Linked DNA regions of Zea mays: region 1 is linked to region 2. Evidence: chromatin contacts called from public Hi-C data. All regions are on one chromosome and are shown on one strand. The core of a region is the stretch at or near the end of the contact, and the rest is flanking DNA. Distances in the headings are between cores, read along the strand shown.

What was found. A called contact is a pair of places that touch in the nucleus more often than the background predicts.
Region 1: a Hi-C map of leaf shows a contact between it and region 2, with 5 times the contacts expected there. The contact joins the enhancer-like site here to the promoter of LOC103650299 in region 2. A contact is called at or near these places in 2 of 25 Hi-C or Micro-C datasets (ear and leaf).

The regions. Positions count from the first base shown.
Region 1 is chr3:108,350,226-108,357,924 of Zm-B73-REFERENCE-NAM-5.0, reverse strand. No RefSeq gene overlaps it. Among protein-coding and RNA genes, the nearest start is that of LOC103650297, 13 kb to the left of the region's middle. Within about 2 kb of position 3,999, at least 13 of the 20 cell types and tissues checked have an H3K27ac peak or open chromatin away from gene starts, as enhancers often do. A contact at or near this core is called in ear and leaf, where this site is marked.
Region 2 is chr3:108,064,826-108,072,046 of Zm-B73-REFERENCE-NAM-5.0, reverse strand. It overlaps LOC103650299 (receptor protein-tyrosine kinase CEPR1), which reads left to right and starts at 2,145. Exons shown (of 2, transcript XM_008675904.3): 1 at 2,145-4,902; 2 at 4,997-5,661. The coding sequence starts at 2,250. The coding sequence ends at 5,409.

The DNA of each region.
Region 1 (7,699 bases), core at 2,750-5,249, 280 kb before region 2:
ATCTTAACAGCCTCCGACTCTAGTTCCCGCACGAAAGCGCCCGCATCCCACCCACGCAAATCCACGACGAAGGTTGGGCTTCGCACCAATTTATCTCTCAAGGTTGGCATCTGCGAGGTATAATCTCGCCCAAGGCCCACCCATGCGACAAAGGCCACACTCCACAAGCAATGAACTCTTCCACCAAGTCACGTCCACTGCTCAGACAGGCTGCATAGCGAAGGCCTCCTCGTCTTTGTCCCCCTTCGCCACCTTAAACTGTGGAAATGCCACATAACAATGAGAGCACAAGATAGCAGGGGGAAAACTGGGCAACCCTTCAACGTCGCCTGGCGCTACATAAAACCAGAACTCCCACCAGTTACCCCACTTATTTTTTGCACATAGAACAATCTCGATAACTTCAGCCGAGGTATTTCAAGTCCTCGGTGTAAAGGTGCAGGACCAAAACTGAGCAATCATTCCACCTATCTTCCTTTTTTGCCAGTGCAAACAGTAATTTTTCATGAAGACTTCAACAAATGGTTCCCCACCATAAGAGGACACAACCCACACATACTTCGCCAGCGCCACCATTGCATTCAGTGTCAATTGATGAATTTGAACCCCAAACCTCCGTAGGTCTTCAACTACGAACCGATGTGCTGGCAAATGAAGACCAACAACAAAAAAGCCTCAAACACAATCAACTCCCCCTCTGGCTCAGGGACATCTTCAGCCCCTGGAGCTCACCCAACTCCGCTTCCAAAGTAACCCAGCCGCTGCATCTCTAGCACATGTCTCGAGTAAATCCTCGAGGTCCCGAATTCAACCGTATGACCGGCTGTAGATCCACTACTGTAGAATCACTAAGCGTCTTCTTAGACGCTGCCGTGGTCGGCGACGCGCTCGTAGCAGAGGACGACGAGGAAGAGGATAGTATGGTCACGTACCGTTGGTGGCGGAGGGCAGTCTGCTTGATGCGGGCCAGATCTCTGGTAGAGCGAGAGCAGAGAATGCATGCGAGCAAATGAAAGAGCTAGGGTTTTGGCAGCGCGTTCTCGAACAGGTGAAAAGCTTTAGCCCGAGCCCGGCTTTTTAAAGGCCAAGATCAGCGCCTTGGGAACTCAATAGTCGCACTGTAACACGTCTCGTCAATGGTCATATTTCAAAAAACCCCGCGGGACCACTTCGAGCGAGGGCAGTATTTTCGCCATCTTACGATAGACATTGGCACCAGCTGACTTAGTCGAACTGGTCCCTCGGAGGGCAAATGTTAGGGCGAAGGAGTAACGCCCCCTCGCTCGAGAGGCCCGTGCCAGAGGATTCAAGATTGGAGACCTCGAAGGCCTGAAGATTGAGCCACATTACAAAGTGCACGGGGAGAACGCACAGACGAAGACTCAGGTGCTACCTTCGCCCAGATAGGCCAGGGCGAAGACCACTAAGGACTCTAGAGACTGAACAATCAGGACCGTGAAGACTATGTATTGTAACCTGCCACCAATTGTAATAGGGGGCCCGTGTATAGTCGACCCAAGCTACAGGATCCCAACCGTAGGCCGCCACGTAGGCAAGGCTGGTAGAGGGTCAGCCCATGTTTGTAACTGATTACGCTGTAATGACCCGCCATAACCCCCTAAGAGGGAATATTCCGGGGATAACGTAGGTAACTGAGGGTGTAATCGTCTTTGGCAGGGCCAGGCCGACCCTCGGTTACCTATAAATACCCCCCTATTGTACCATTGCAGGGGACAGAGAAAAACACTGTTGTCCTAATACTCTGTGTTTATTGGCATCAAATTGTTTTCTATTCTCCCCTTGTTTGAGCTTGGCTGACCACGAGTTAGCATGTTCCAACACTTGTGCACTGCGGTTGAACAAGTCTTAGCACGAGCTGAACTGGTTTTACTGAGTTCGTTTCTAGTTTTTGTCGTAAAATTTTTAGGTATGGCCCATCACCCCCTCTAGAACACTTTCAATAATCAACACTTTAATCATAAGATTTGGGTAAAAAATGATACTCAAAAGCACCAGAAAATTTCTCTCTTGAATTATCAAAAACCTAGATTAATCTCTCCAGTAGATCTAATATAGATCCTAAACACATCTGTTATTCACTACCGGAATCCGGCTCTTTGCCGAGTGCCAAATGATTTGTCGAATGTTTTTTTGGGCACTTGGCAAAGAAGTTCTTTGCCGAGTGCCTAACAAAAAACACTTAGTAAAAAACCACTTGGCAAAGGGTTTCTTTGCTGAGTGTTTCATTTTTGACACTTGTTAAAGAGTTTCTTTGGCTAGTGTTTTTTACACTCGGCAAAGAGCTTATTTGCCAAGTGTTTTATTTTTGGCACATGGCAAAGAGCTTCTTTGCCAAGTGTTTATTTTTTGACACTCGGCAAAGAGTGTTCAACACTAGACAAAGACAATTTAAAATCGTATTTTAAGACAACAAATTAATTCAAATGAAAATGTTTTCAACTACAAATTTGTATAACTCATCAAGATGTAAAATTTATATTTTGGTTATTTCTTCATATGACAAAATAAAAGTAAATTTGTTCAGAAAAACTATATCTCTCTCGTAGTTTGTGAAACTACAAGAGAGTTGTATAAGATTTGTAAATAATATTAGAACCAACATGTGGGATGAATAAATGACCAAACAACCAAAATAAATTTTATAGTTCTTAAGAACTTATGTAATTTTGTAGTTGTCAACCTTTTCATTTAAAGTCGTCTTGTCAATGGAAACTACGTCTGAATTTTAAAAATTTAAAATTCGGATTTCTAAAATGACCTCAAACGGAAAAACCACCAAAATAAAATTTGTAGGTCTTAAAAAGTTATGAAACTCTGTAGTTGACAATATTTTGGTTTTAAATCATATTGTCATGCAAACCTTTGTTTGAAATTTAAAATTGTAAACATTGTAGGTCTTGAAATGTTATGAAACTTTATAATTGACAATTTTTTATTTGAAATCATCTTGTCATAGAAAAATATGTTTGAAGTTTTCAAATTTGAAATTCATATTTTGTAAACGGTCTCGGATGATGAAACTACCAATATGAAAGTTATAGATCTTGAAAAGTTATGCAACTTTACAGTTAACAACATTTTCATTTAAATTCATTTAGTGCCACAAATAATCAATTTACTCTTGGTTTATTATAATACATGGGGAAGGAAAACGTAATATAGACACAAATGATACAAAACACGTGAATTCAATTTAAAAATGATAGGGGAATTTAAAAAATGATAGGGTAATCACAAAACACTTGAATTCAATTTAAAAAATTATAGGGGAATTTAAAAAATGATAGGGCAATGGTAATGGTTGGGAAGGTTGTTCCCCTAATTAAAATGTTTTGCTGTTTTTTGGATATCTTTGTGGTTTCTAATTTGCCGAGTGTTTTTGACACTCAGTAAAGTCTTCGCCGAGTATCTGAAAAAAGTACTCGACAAAAAATCATTTGTCGAGTGTTACACTGGGCAAAGTCTTTGCCAAGTGTAAAAAGGTCTTTGCCGAGTGTTTGATACACTCAGCAAAGAATGTCAGTCCGGTAGTGAATGTCTGCTGTAAAATAGAAAAGTTCTTATTTATATGGGTCAAACATTCTCTTATTGGTAACAACTAATATGCAATCAGATCTTATGTGTAAGCGTGCAAGCAAGATTTCTGGTTCGTTAGATTCTAATGCAACCATGTATCACATTTAACACTAAAACCCTTGCACCACCAGCTCGTATAGATTTATAGAAAACTCTCTAAGAAATCAGGATCATATCTACAATTATATCATGATCTAACGAACTAAGAGACTCATTTGCATGTTTGTACATAACACCTGTATATTAGTTGTTGCCTCTCATATTTGACCCGGATTCGAATTGCAGCCGCGCGTGGCCTCCCATCGCGGGCCGAGATTGCGCTGTTTGCTGCGCTGTTCCCAGCGGAAGCATCCAGCCGGGCCGCCATGGGCTGCTTTGGCCGACGGGCCGCCTGGTGCTGCGCTCTGCTTCCCACGTACATGCAAGGAACAAGCAGCGATTGCAGCCTCTTGCCGCACGCCAAGCAACCTCTACATGCAAGCTTGCTGCTTGTTTGTTTGCTTGTGCACAGTGCACATATATGCATGCAACAACTAGCATGCATAAGCATTCACATCAATAATCAAACGCCATTAAATATTGCTAATTATAATGGCTTGGCACACTAACATACATATGCACATGCACACGAGCGGCGAGCCAAGATGACAACATTTTCATGCTATAGTCGTTCACGTTTCTCCATACCTTTAACCTCACGTGACGCGGCAATACACCACGCTGCATCTCTACTGCAACATTCCACTACAGGAAAGCACTTAATTCCCGTCGGCCAGAAACCGACGGGAATAAGCACTAAACCGACGGGAATAAGTACTTATCCAAATCTCGTCGGCTGCCTTTGAGCCGACGAGAGTTATCTAATTCCCGTCGGCCCGAGCAAAGGCCGACGGGAATTAAAATGACCGACGGGAATGTTCATGATTCCTGTAGTGTTCATCTTCATTTGCATTGTTTTCACTACACACGGTTGATCTTTAGCTACCTTTATTTGTTACCAATTGGTTGCTAAAAGTAGTGGACCGATGATTAGTCGCTAAATCTTTTTTTAGCCATGGTATGTTGGTCGCTAAAAGTCTAAAAATTTAACAACTTATGTTTGGTCGCTATAGATATCGTTGGGAACCGACAGTGGGTCGCTATAGAGAAGAGTCGCTATCAAATCTTATAGCCTAATTAACCTATAGATGTTAGTGACTAAAAATTAATTAAAACATTGATCGCTAAATTGTAGAAAAGGAAAGAAGAATTGTAGAAGAAAAAAGAATTTTGGAAAAGAAAATGTTATAATAGTTAACAAAGCTAAATTTTTAGGACCAAACCCTAGTATACCGTTAGAAATAAAAGTTACATTGTGATGAAGTGTGAGATCAACAGAGAAATTTTTATGAACTTCAAGAATACAAAGGTCATGATTGTCTTGTTATGGGACAACTGAAATGAAGGAAAATTGAATCATTCTAGTCTCTTCAAATCAATAAATATGATTATCTTGTGTTGGAACAAAATTTCCCTTTGTAGAGCACTTTTTTTTTCTTGGATAGAGTTTTGATATGGAGCATTTTCTTTTTCTCTTGGACGTGAAACATTATTCCTTTCAACTAGAACATATACCTATATATGAGCTGTAGATAGAGTATATGTGCAATAAACTTATCTATTATTGGATTGTGCTCTTGCGAGAGGTATATGTGATATCTAGTATAATAAACAAATGCTATGTAATGCTAATGCTGTCCTAGCTGACAGAATTAGCTACTGTCTGCCCGTGCGGCTAGATGGGGATCCTGCCAGCATCCTCTTCAGCTCTACAGCTGACTCCAGAACTTCAACTTTATGTCTAGATCCATATCATTGGAGTAGTCTCTTTAATTCACATAAGCTTGAATTTATCTAGTTAATTCACTTGTACCTTCTCATTTACTTTTCAACCTTGCTCATCTAGGTAGTTTAGTTCTACTCTCTGTACTTGACTATCATCATTGAGCCACTAAAATTGTTGTATTTTAGGATGGTTGTGTTCACACAATTTTATGTAATTATTTCTCTTTTATGTAATTGTGGGCCTAATCTATATTTACGGTTTCTTTGTATAGTGGTTGATGATGGTGCTTACAAGGTGGACATTGTTACAAAACAAACGCCCCTATAGCAACATATACCTGGCAACGTATATGTTGGGGACTTGTTCTCAAATTCTAAGAGTTAAGAACAAGGCAACATAAAAAGTGTTAAGTGTTAGGGTCCTTCGTCCTTCGAAGCATTATATCCCTTTGGGAAATAATGAGTCTCGGACGAAGGTCATGAGAAATATACCTTCGTAAACATAACAAATAATGACGAAGGACTCACATAAAGCATGAAATATGATATAAGCATCACCAAAGAATCATTTCTATTTTATTAACATGGAAAACAGAAATGATCCCAAATTACAAATGTACCTTCGATCCTGAGAGAAGGTGGAAAGTACGAGCGTGACGCCAAAAGCAGAATGACAAGTCCGCGTGAACCGTACGGGAGTACTGTTCATCTATTTATAGACGCGGGACGCAGCCCACGTAAAATTACATCCATGTCCATTACATTTGTTAACGGTTTATGGAAATCTATTGAGGACCCCGAAGTCTTTTCATCTTAAGGTCGGTTCCCCCTTGCGCCATCGCGCCGAAGCTTCCCTGCGTACAGCTTCGGCTACCCCCGACCTTCGTTTGGCTCAGCCTTCGTCCTGGTCGTGCTCCATATCCATAATTCTGAATCCGAAAATACCTGTACATATAATTCACTTGGAAAACATTGTCAAATCATGTTTTTGAGGACCTTCGGAGGACGAAGGCCCCCAACAGTAGCCCCTCGCAATATTAATTTGTAAATAATAAATTCAGATTGCGATATGGACGAAGGCCTTGAGCCGAAGGTCCGAAAAAACACCTTCCCTTTGCTAGAATAGCAACATTCACTGACAAGCGGGGCCTTTTAACTTTCAACGCCCTAGGCGTATAAATAAGAACACATCGTGAATTCATTTGGTACACACGCTTGCCTTTTGCTTCGGCCCACTAAAAATTTTTAGCTCTTGTTCATTGAGATTTGCTGGTCTTTTTGACTTCGAAGCTTCGGCCTCGGGAACAAATTTTTAGTGTTTCCGAAGATGTCTGAAGACAAGAAGATCCCTGCTGAGACGAAGCTGAGTCTCGAGGAGGAGAAGAATCTGGGGTTCCTGATAGCGATGGCAGAGACTAATACAGAGAAAATCACGAAGGAGATTCTCGAAGGTTTGTCCGAAGATACTGATGATAGCGACAGCTATGATGTGGAAAGTGATGGGGAAGAGGCCGAAGATCGACCGTGGCGACCAAGTCACTCAGTTTTTGGGAAAACAACCATCAAGCAGAGTCACATTGATAATATGAGGGGGCGATACTTCCGAGACATATCTATTGTGAGAGCTGATGCCGGGGAAAAGACTTCTCCCACACCTGAAGAAGATGAAGTTGTGATCTTCCGAAGCCTCCTCAAGGCTGGGCTTCGATTCCCCCTGAGCAATTTTGTTGTTGAGGTACTGAAAACATTCCAAATCTACCTTCATCAACTCACTCCCGAAGCTATTATAAGAATGGGGATTTTTGTCTGGGCTGCGAGAAGCCAAGGTTTGGAACCAAACGCTAAAAGCTTCTGCAACATACACGAGTTATTGTACGAGACGAAGCCCTGGGGAAAGGAGCAATACCACAACAACTTTGGGTGCTACAGCTTCGGCGCCCGCTCCGGGTCAAGCTACCCTGTGCCAACCTTTCGGAAGAGGTGGCCCGGAGCCTGGATGTCTGAATGGTTTTATGTGAAAAATGATCTAACAGCGCAAAATAATGTCAAAAGTATCATTATGTACCCAATTTGGCAACGCTTCGGACTTCGAAGGCCGAAGGTTGAAATGGATGAGGCAGCCGAAGAATGCCAAAGAGCCTTCGGCGCAGTCTGCTCCTTCATTGGGACAAGGGACTTGGTCCAGGAGCACATTGCCTTCAGGGTATGGCCACTTGCAGAAAAGTGGGAAATGCCGAAAGAAACCATCAAAGAGTCCGACGAAGGCGGACTAGTCAGA
Region 2 (7,221 bases), core at 896-3,395:
GATGTGACATATACTTACAAGGATAAGTACCAAGATGTTAGAGCAAAGACATCTAAGTTGTCATGAGCACAAAACCTTATGGTAAAAATATAGACTCTATTACTTGCAACAGGGAAATGAGTGAACTGTACTTTCAATCATGTCGATATAGGTCCGCCCTTGCATGTAACATAATATGGTATCGAAACAAGAGGTTTCAAGTTCGATTCCTAGTTAGTGTAATTAAAAATAATAGTTGTTGTTGGCTTCTATTCTAAACATAAGTTTATTTTTTTATATATTACTTATATATAAAATAAAGAATGATATGCTATTAATCAAATCAAACTAAGTACCACGTACCACTAATAATGCAACTGTACTACGTACCAATATAATATAATTATAAAACTAATAATATAATAGTACCACATATTAATACGAAATTAATGCCACAAATACAATATACCCCTAATCCCTAAACCACATATACCACTAATACATTAATGAAATCGAACTAAACATAATACTAATCACACACACTAATAAGACAAACACAATTACAAATATAAACTAATTCCGACGGTAATAAAATAACGGCCGCCGAAAATATGGAATAAAATACGCAAAAAAATTTAACCTCTTGGTGGGGGGAGCAGGGGCGGCGCGGCGGGACGGCGCGTCAGGCGTGGGGCGTCGTGGCTGTGCAGCAGGGCAGGTCGCCAGGGCCGGTCAGCGTGGACGAGGGCGGTCAACACGGCGGCACGGTGTGGGGGCGGGCTTGGCGGCGTGGTTGGCCTGTGCAGGGGCGGTCGACGCGGCAGGGCAGGGACAGTGCGGCGGCATAGCCAGAAGACAACAGAAGAGAGAAGAATGAAGAAGAAGGTCGGCCGCGCGGTTTTGAAAATAAGCATTTATTTTCAGTGGCCGTGTCAGTGGCCGTCGAAAATAAATGCTTATTTTTGGCTTTCGAGCCCTGACCACCAAAAATAACAGTGACCATCGAAAATACTGTACAATGCTGTTGTGTTTCCTCTATATGTTTTCTCAAATCCATAACGACTGAAGGAGAGCATCCAACTTTGCAGACAGATTAAAGCTTCAGCCGCGCTAGCAGATAGTGAAGTGCCAAAGGAATTTACAATTCTCCCTCTAGAGTCTAGAACTAAATGTAGATTCTAAAGCTACTGTAGAGACAGGTACTGCCAAGACACCTTTTGCCAACTTTAGATAGGATGGGGTACTTGTTTGAGTTGCATTTCCACCACAATAGTAGACCAAAATTATTTGTATTTTTTCACAGTTATCTGTGAAATACATGGATAGTTCAAAATTATATTTATCCATGCTCAGTTTCTTCTAGTCGCATAGTGAAGTGGGAGGCTAGCAATAAGGATGGATTCTGCTCATGCTCATCCACAGTAATATGTAGCGGAGGTTGATTGTAATTACTGAGGTAATTATGACCTGTAGCACACTTAACATAGCACTCAAATTAATAAATAACGAATATCGTTTTGAATTTTTCCTACAACTTTTGCTTTGATGGACCATATACCCCAAAAAAGAAAAGGCTAAGATACGTCATCTTGTAACGAGGATCTAAGATAAGGGCAATAAATAGTAAGTTGTTTAGGTCATTCTTGTCCTCCCAATATTTACTAAACTTAATCTTTATGTGTTGAGACATTTCAGCTACGAAAGAATCACTATGTCCAGCAAATTCATTCAACTTTGAGTAAGAAGCTACTTGATGTCACATGTAAAGAACACCTTCAAGAAATGGATAGAACGCCTTCAAGAAATGGATAGAACGCCTAGCGTGGAGGAAGATGATTCACAAAATAAGTTTTGAATTGTTTGTTCTCCTTACTCAAATGTAATTGCAAAAGGCTTGTCAAATGTAATTGCAAAAGCCTTCTCAAATAGTATAAAGTTTATATCATCGCCATCACCATTCAGGGCTTGTTCGCTTTGGAGTGGATTGAGAGGGATTGGAGGGGATTAAATCCCCTCCTACACAAATTTGTATAGGAGGGGATTTAATCCCCTCCAATCCCCCTCAATCCACTCCAAAGCGAACAAGCCCTCAGCAATTCCAATTCCCTCCACAGATTCCCGCTCCACTTATTTACTCCCTCCCTTCCTGATAGCTCCTCCTCACCATTCCAATTCCATTTGCAACAAAAGGTTTCTTTCAACAGCAGCTTGCACACACGTACGAGCGAGCACAAGAAAAGCATCCTCACACATACTGGTCAGCTGGTGCTATGGTGTCCACCACTCTCTGCAGTTCACCTCCACCCTTGCTCTGCTTCGTTCTCATCATCATCATCTTCTTCGCGTCCGGCGATGGCGGCGCGGCGGCGGCGGCATTGGAGCTGGACACGCAGGCTGCCTATCTCGCCAATATGAAGGAGCAGTTCGCGGGGCCTGGCATGTCGAGGTGGTGGGACTTCATGTCGCCGGCGCCGGACTACTGCAGCTTCCACGGCATCGCCTGCGACCGGTCCGGCAACGTCACGGGCATCGACGTCACGTCGTGGCGCCTCGTCGGCCGGCTCCCGCCTGGCGTCTGCGCGGCGCTCCCCGCGCTCCGGGAGCTTCGGATGGCGTACAACGATGTCCGCGGCGGGTTTCCGCTGGGCGTGCTCAACTGCACCTCCCTGGAGGTGCTCAACCTCAGCTACTCCGGCGTGTCGGGTGCCGTGCCCCCCAACCTGTCCCGGCTGCGCGCGCTTCGGGTGCTCGACCTCTCCAACAACCTCTTCACCGGCGCGTTCCCGACGTCCATCGCCAACGTCACGAGCCTGGAGGTGGTGAACCTCAACGAGAACCCCGGCTTCGACGTGTGGCGGCCGCCCGAGTCGCTGTTCGTGCCGCTGCGGCGCATCCGCGTGCTCATCCTCTCCACCACGTCCATGCGCGGCGGCATCCCCGCGTGGTTCGGCAACATGACGTCGCTCACCGACCTCGAGCTCAGCGGCAACTTCCTCACCGGCCGCATCCCGGAGTCGCTGGCGCGCCTCCCGCGCCTGCAGTTCCTCGAGCTCTATTACAACGAGCTGGAGGGCGGCGTCCCCGCCGAGCTCGGCAACCTCACGCAGCTCACCGACATGGACCTCTCCGAGAACCGCCTCACCGGCGGCATCCCGGACTCGCTGTGCGCGCTGCGCAACCTGCGCGTGCTCCAGATCTACACCAACCGTCTCACGGGCCCCATCCCGGCCGTGCTCGGCAACTCCACGCAGCTGCGCATCCTCTCCGTGTACCGCAACCAGCTCACCGGCGAGATCCCCGCCGACCTCGGCCGGTACTCGGACCTCAACGTGATCGAGGTGTCGGAGAACCAGCTGACGGGGCCGCTGCCGCCGTACGCCTGCGCCAACGGCCAGCTCCAGTACATCCTGGTGCTGAGCAACCTCCTGACGGGGCCCATCCTGCCGGCGTACGCCGAGTGCACGCCGCTGCTCCGGTTCCGCGTGAGCAACAACCACCTGGAGGGCGACGTGCCGCCGGGCATCTTCGGCCTCCCGCACGCCTCCATCGTCGACCTCAGCTACAACCACTTCACCGGGCCCGTGGCGGCCACGGTGGCGGGCGCCACGAACCTGACCTCGCTGTTCGCGTCCAACAACCGGATGTCCGGACAGCTCCCTCCGGAGATCGCCGCCGCGTCGGGGCTGGTGAAGATCGACCTGAGCGACAACCTCATCGCCGGACCCATCCCGGAGTCCGTGGGCCTGCTGTCGAAGCTGAACCAGCTGTCCCTGCAGGGAAACAGGCTGAACGGATCCATCCCGGAGACGCTCGCCGGGCTCAAGGCGCTGAACGTGCTGAACCTGTCGGACAACGCGCTGTCCGGCGAGATCCCGGAGTCGCTGTGCAAGCTGCTGCCCAACTCGCTGGACTTCTCCAACAACAACCTGTCGGGGCCGGTGCCCCTGCAGCTGATCAAGGAGGGCCTGCTGGAGAGCGTGGCGGGGAACCCGGGGCTGTGCGTGGCGTTCCGGCTGAACCTGACGGACCCGGCGCTGCCGCTCTGCCCGCGGCCGAGCCTGCGGCGGGGGCTGGCCAGGAACGTGTGGGTGGTGGGCGTCTGCGCTCTGGTGTGCGCCGTGGCGATGCTAGCGTTGGCGCGGCGGTGGGTGCTGCGGGCGCGGCGGTGCGCGGAGCAGGAGGGGGCGCTGGCGTTGTCGCCGGCGTCCAGCGCGTCGTACGACGTGAGGAGCTTCCACAAGCTGAGCTTCGAGCAGCACGAGATCCTGGAGGCGCTGATCGACAAGAATATCGTGGGGCACGGGGGCTCTGGGACCGTGTACAAGATCGAGCTTAGCAGCGGCGAGCTGGTGGCGGTGAAGAAGCTGTGGTTGTCGTCGTCGAAACGGCTGCTGCGTGGGCCGAGCAGCAAGCAGGTGGACTGGGCGGCGGCGGCGGCGATGACCAACACAACCAACACGAGAGACAGCACAACAAGCGACGGCGGCGGCGGCGGGTGGCTCGGCGACCGCGAGCTCCGCACGGAGGTGGAGACGCTGGGCAGCATCCGGCACAAGAACATCGTGAAGCTCTACTGCTGCTACTCCGGCGCAGACTGCAACCTGCTGGTGTACGAGTACATGCCCAACGGCAACCTGTGGGAGGCGCTCCACGGCTGCTACCTGCTGCTGGACTGGCCGACGCGGCACCGTGTGGCGCTCGGCGTCGCGCAGGGGCTCGCCTACCTCCACCACGACCTCCTCTTCCCCATCGTGCACCGCGACATCAAGTCCTCCAACATCCTCCTCGACGCCGACTTCGAGCCCAAGGTAGCAGACTTCGGCATCGCCAAGGTGCTCCAGGCGCGCGGCGGCGGTGGCGTTGACCGAGACCGAGACGCCTCCACCACCACCATCGCCGGCACCTACGGCTACCTGGCGCCAGGTAGGATATCGGATCGGAGTACATGCTTGCATGCATGCGTGATTTGGTTTCCTTTTTTTATTTGTTAAGTCCTCTGAGGCTCTGATATATGCAGAGTACGCCTACTCGTCCAAGGCGACGACCAAGTGCGACGTGTACAGCTTTGGCGTGGTGCTGATGGAGCTGGCCACGGGGAGGAAGCCCATCGAGCCGGAGTTCGGGGACACGAGGGACATCGTGCACTGGGTCTCCGGCAAGGTGGCCGCCGGCGCCGGAGCCGAGGCGGACGCGCTGGACAAGCGCCTCGCGTGGAGTCCATACAAGGAGGAGATGGTGCAGGCGCTGCGCGTCGCCGTGCGCTGCACCTGCAGCATGCCGGGACTCCGCCCCACCATGGCCGATGTCGTGCAGATGCTCGCCGAGGCCGGGCCACCCGCCGGCCGGACGACAAAGGACGACAGCTCCGGCGAGCCCAAAGTACTCGTAGCAGATCATCATCATGCTTCTCCGCCGCCGCCGCCGCCTTAGAATTGAACTGAATTATTCAAGCAACAGCGTGCCATGCCCATGCAATGCAAGTCGCCGAGTTATTAAGTATAGGAAGAGGTCGTCCAACTGTCGAGGCAAACCAACATGCATACATGAGCCGCTCTAAGCAACCGATTATAAAATATATTTATAGTAGTATAGATATACTAATTGATGTGCCGATGATTTACACGAGTGATTCGATCATATAAAGTCTAGTTTGAGAATTCCATTTTTCCGAGTTTTCTATTTTTTCAAGCGAGAATAAACCAATTTCTTTTTTAAAAATAGAAATCTTTTAAAAAAAAGGGTTTCAAACTAGCCCTAAACATGCAAGTTGCACGGGGATATCGAGTATCTATCTGTAGTGTAGGAGCTAGCTAAGGCAGAGCTTTATTGTGTCCTGCGGCCCTTTCTCCTCCAGTGCATCACATATATACACTGCTTGGTGTTTAAGCAGAATCTGATGCTCTGATGATTGAGTGGACGGGAAAGGCAAACAACTATCACATGTATGTATACGTATACCATATTTGGATGGAAGTTATATATATATATATATATATATATATATATATATATATATATATATATATATATATATATATATATATATATAGCCCTGGGCTCTATATAACTATTGGAAGCCTCGACCAGGTGCGCGGACCGGACCGTACCGACCATGTGCGCACTGTACCACCTGCTTACGTCAAATATTATTATGTGTTATGCTCATTCGTGTAACGGTTTACACACTTTTTGGTATGTGCATGTTTCGGGCATCCGGGCTCATGAAAAGATTGTGTTCCCTCAATCTGGGCAGCCGTACTAGTCCCCACATAAATATTGATATTACGATGTCTTATGTTTCCGTTTACGAAACAGTAATCTACGTGTCGGTCCATGGGCCTTCGCGTTGATTTCGCCCAGCAGTTTACGTGTATCGGGCCCACGAATCCAGCAACCAAGCACGCAGTTTTTTTAGCTCTCCTCACCCGTAACGGTCGCGGCGGCCGAACCCTAGAGATTCTCCCTCCCTCCCCCCCCCCCCCCCCCCCCGTCGTCCGACCGCCGTCGCATTCACCTTCTCCACCGCATAGAGGGAGACGTCGTCGCTTTGTTCTTCTTCACCGGGAAGGGACCCAGAATCGCGGAGACGGTGGCGCCGCCCCCTCGTTCTTCTCCACCGCAGAGGCCTGCATTTGATCCACCGCGGCGGCCGAACCCTAGGCAATCCACCCCCCGTCGCGAGCACAGTCTCCAACGCTGAGTCTGACCCACCATCAACTTCAGCGTCCCCTACGCATTGACCGAGTTGCGCGTCGCCTTGGGCTTCTCCCCTGCAGAGGGTCCCGAAATCGGCCGGCCTTCAGGCACCTCCACACTCAGGTAAGTCCTCAACCGCCAAATCTTACATTTGCATATTTACACAATCTGAATCGTAAATCGGTTTCACCTTAGTAGTAACTCAATTGTTTGATTTATCAAAAAACAATTCAGCATAAATTCATTGTTAAACGGATACACAAATTTATACTCTTCAACGTCTCACACGTTTATGCACTAAACAATACCGTGTTATGCTGCTTTGTTGACAAAATTATGATATATACGTCAACATATTATGCCATAAACATCTTGTCGTACATTTAGGGCTAGCACGCACGAAATAGCCAGCTTATACATTAATTGGACGTTGCATATGAGCAGAATTTTTATTGCTCGATTACATTTTTTATGTATATGTGTTGTTTGATTTGGCAGGAACATCATACATGAAGAACGTAGACCGACCTCAATCCAATCCAAAGC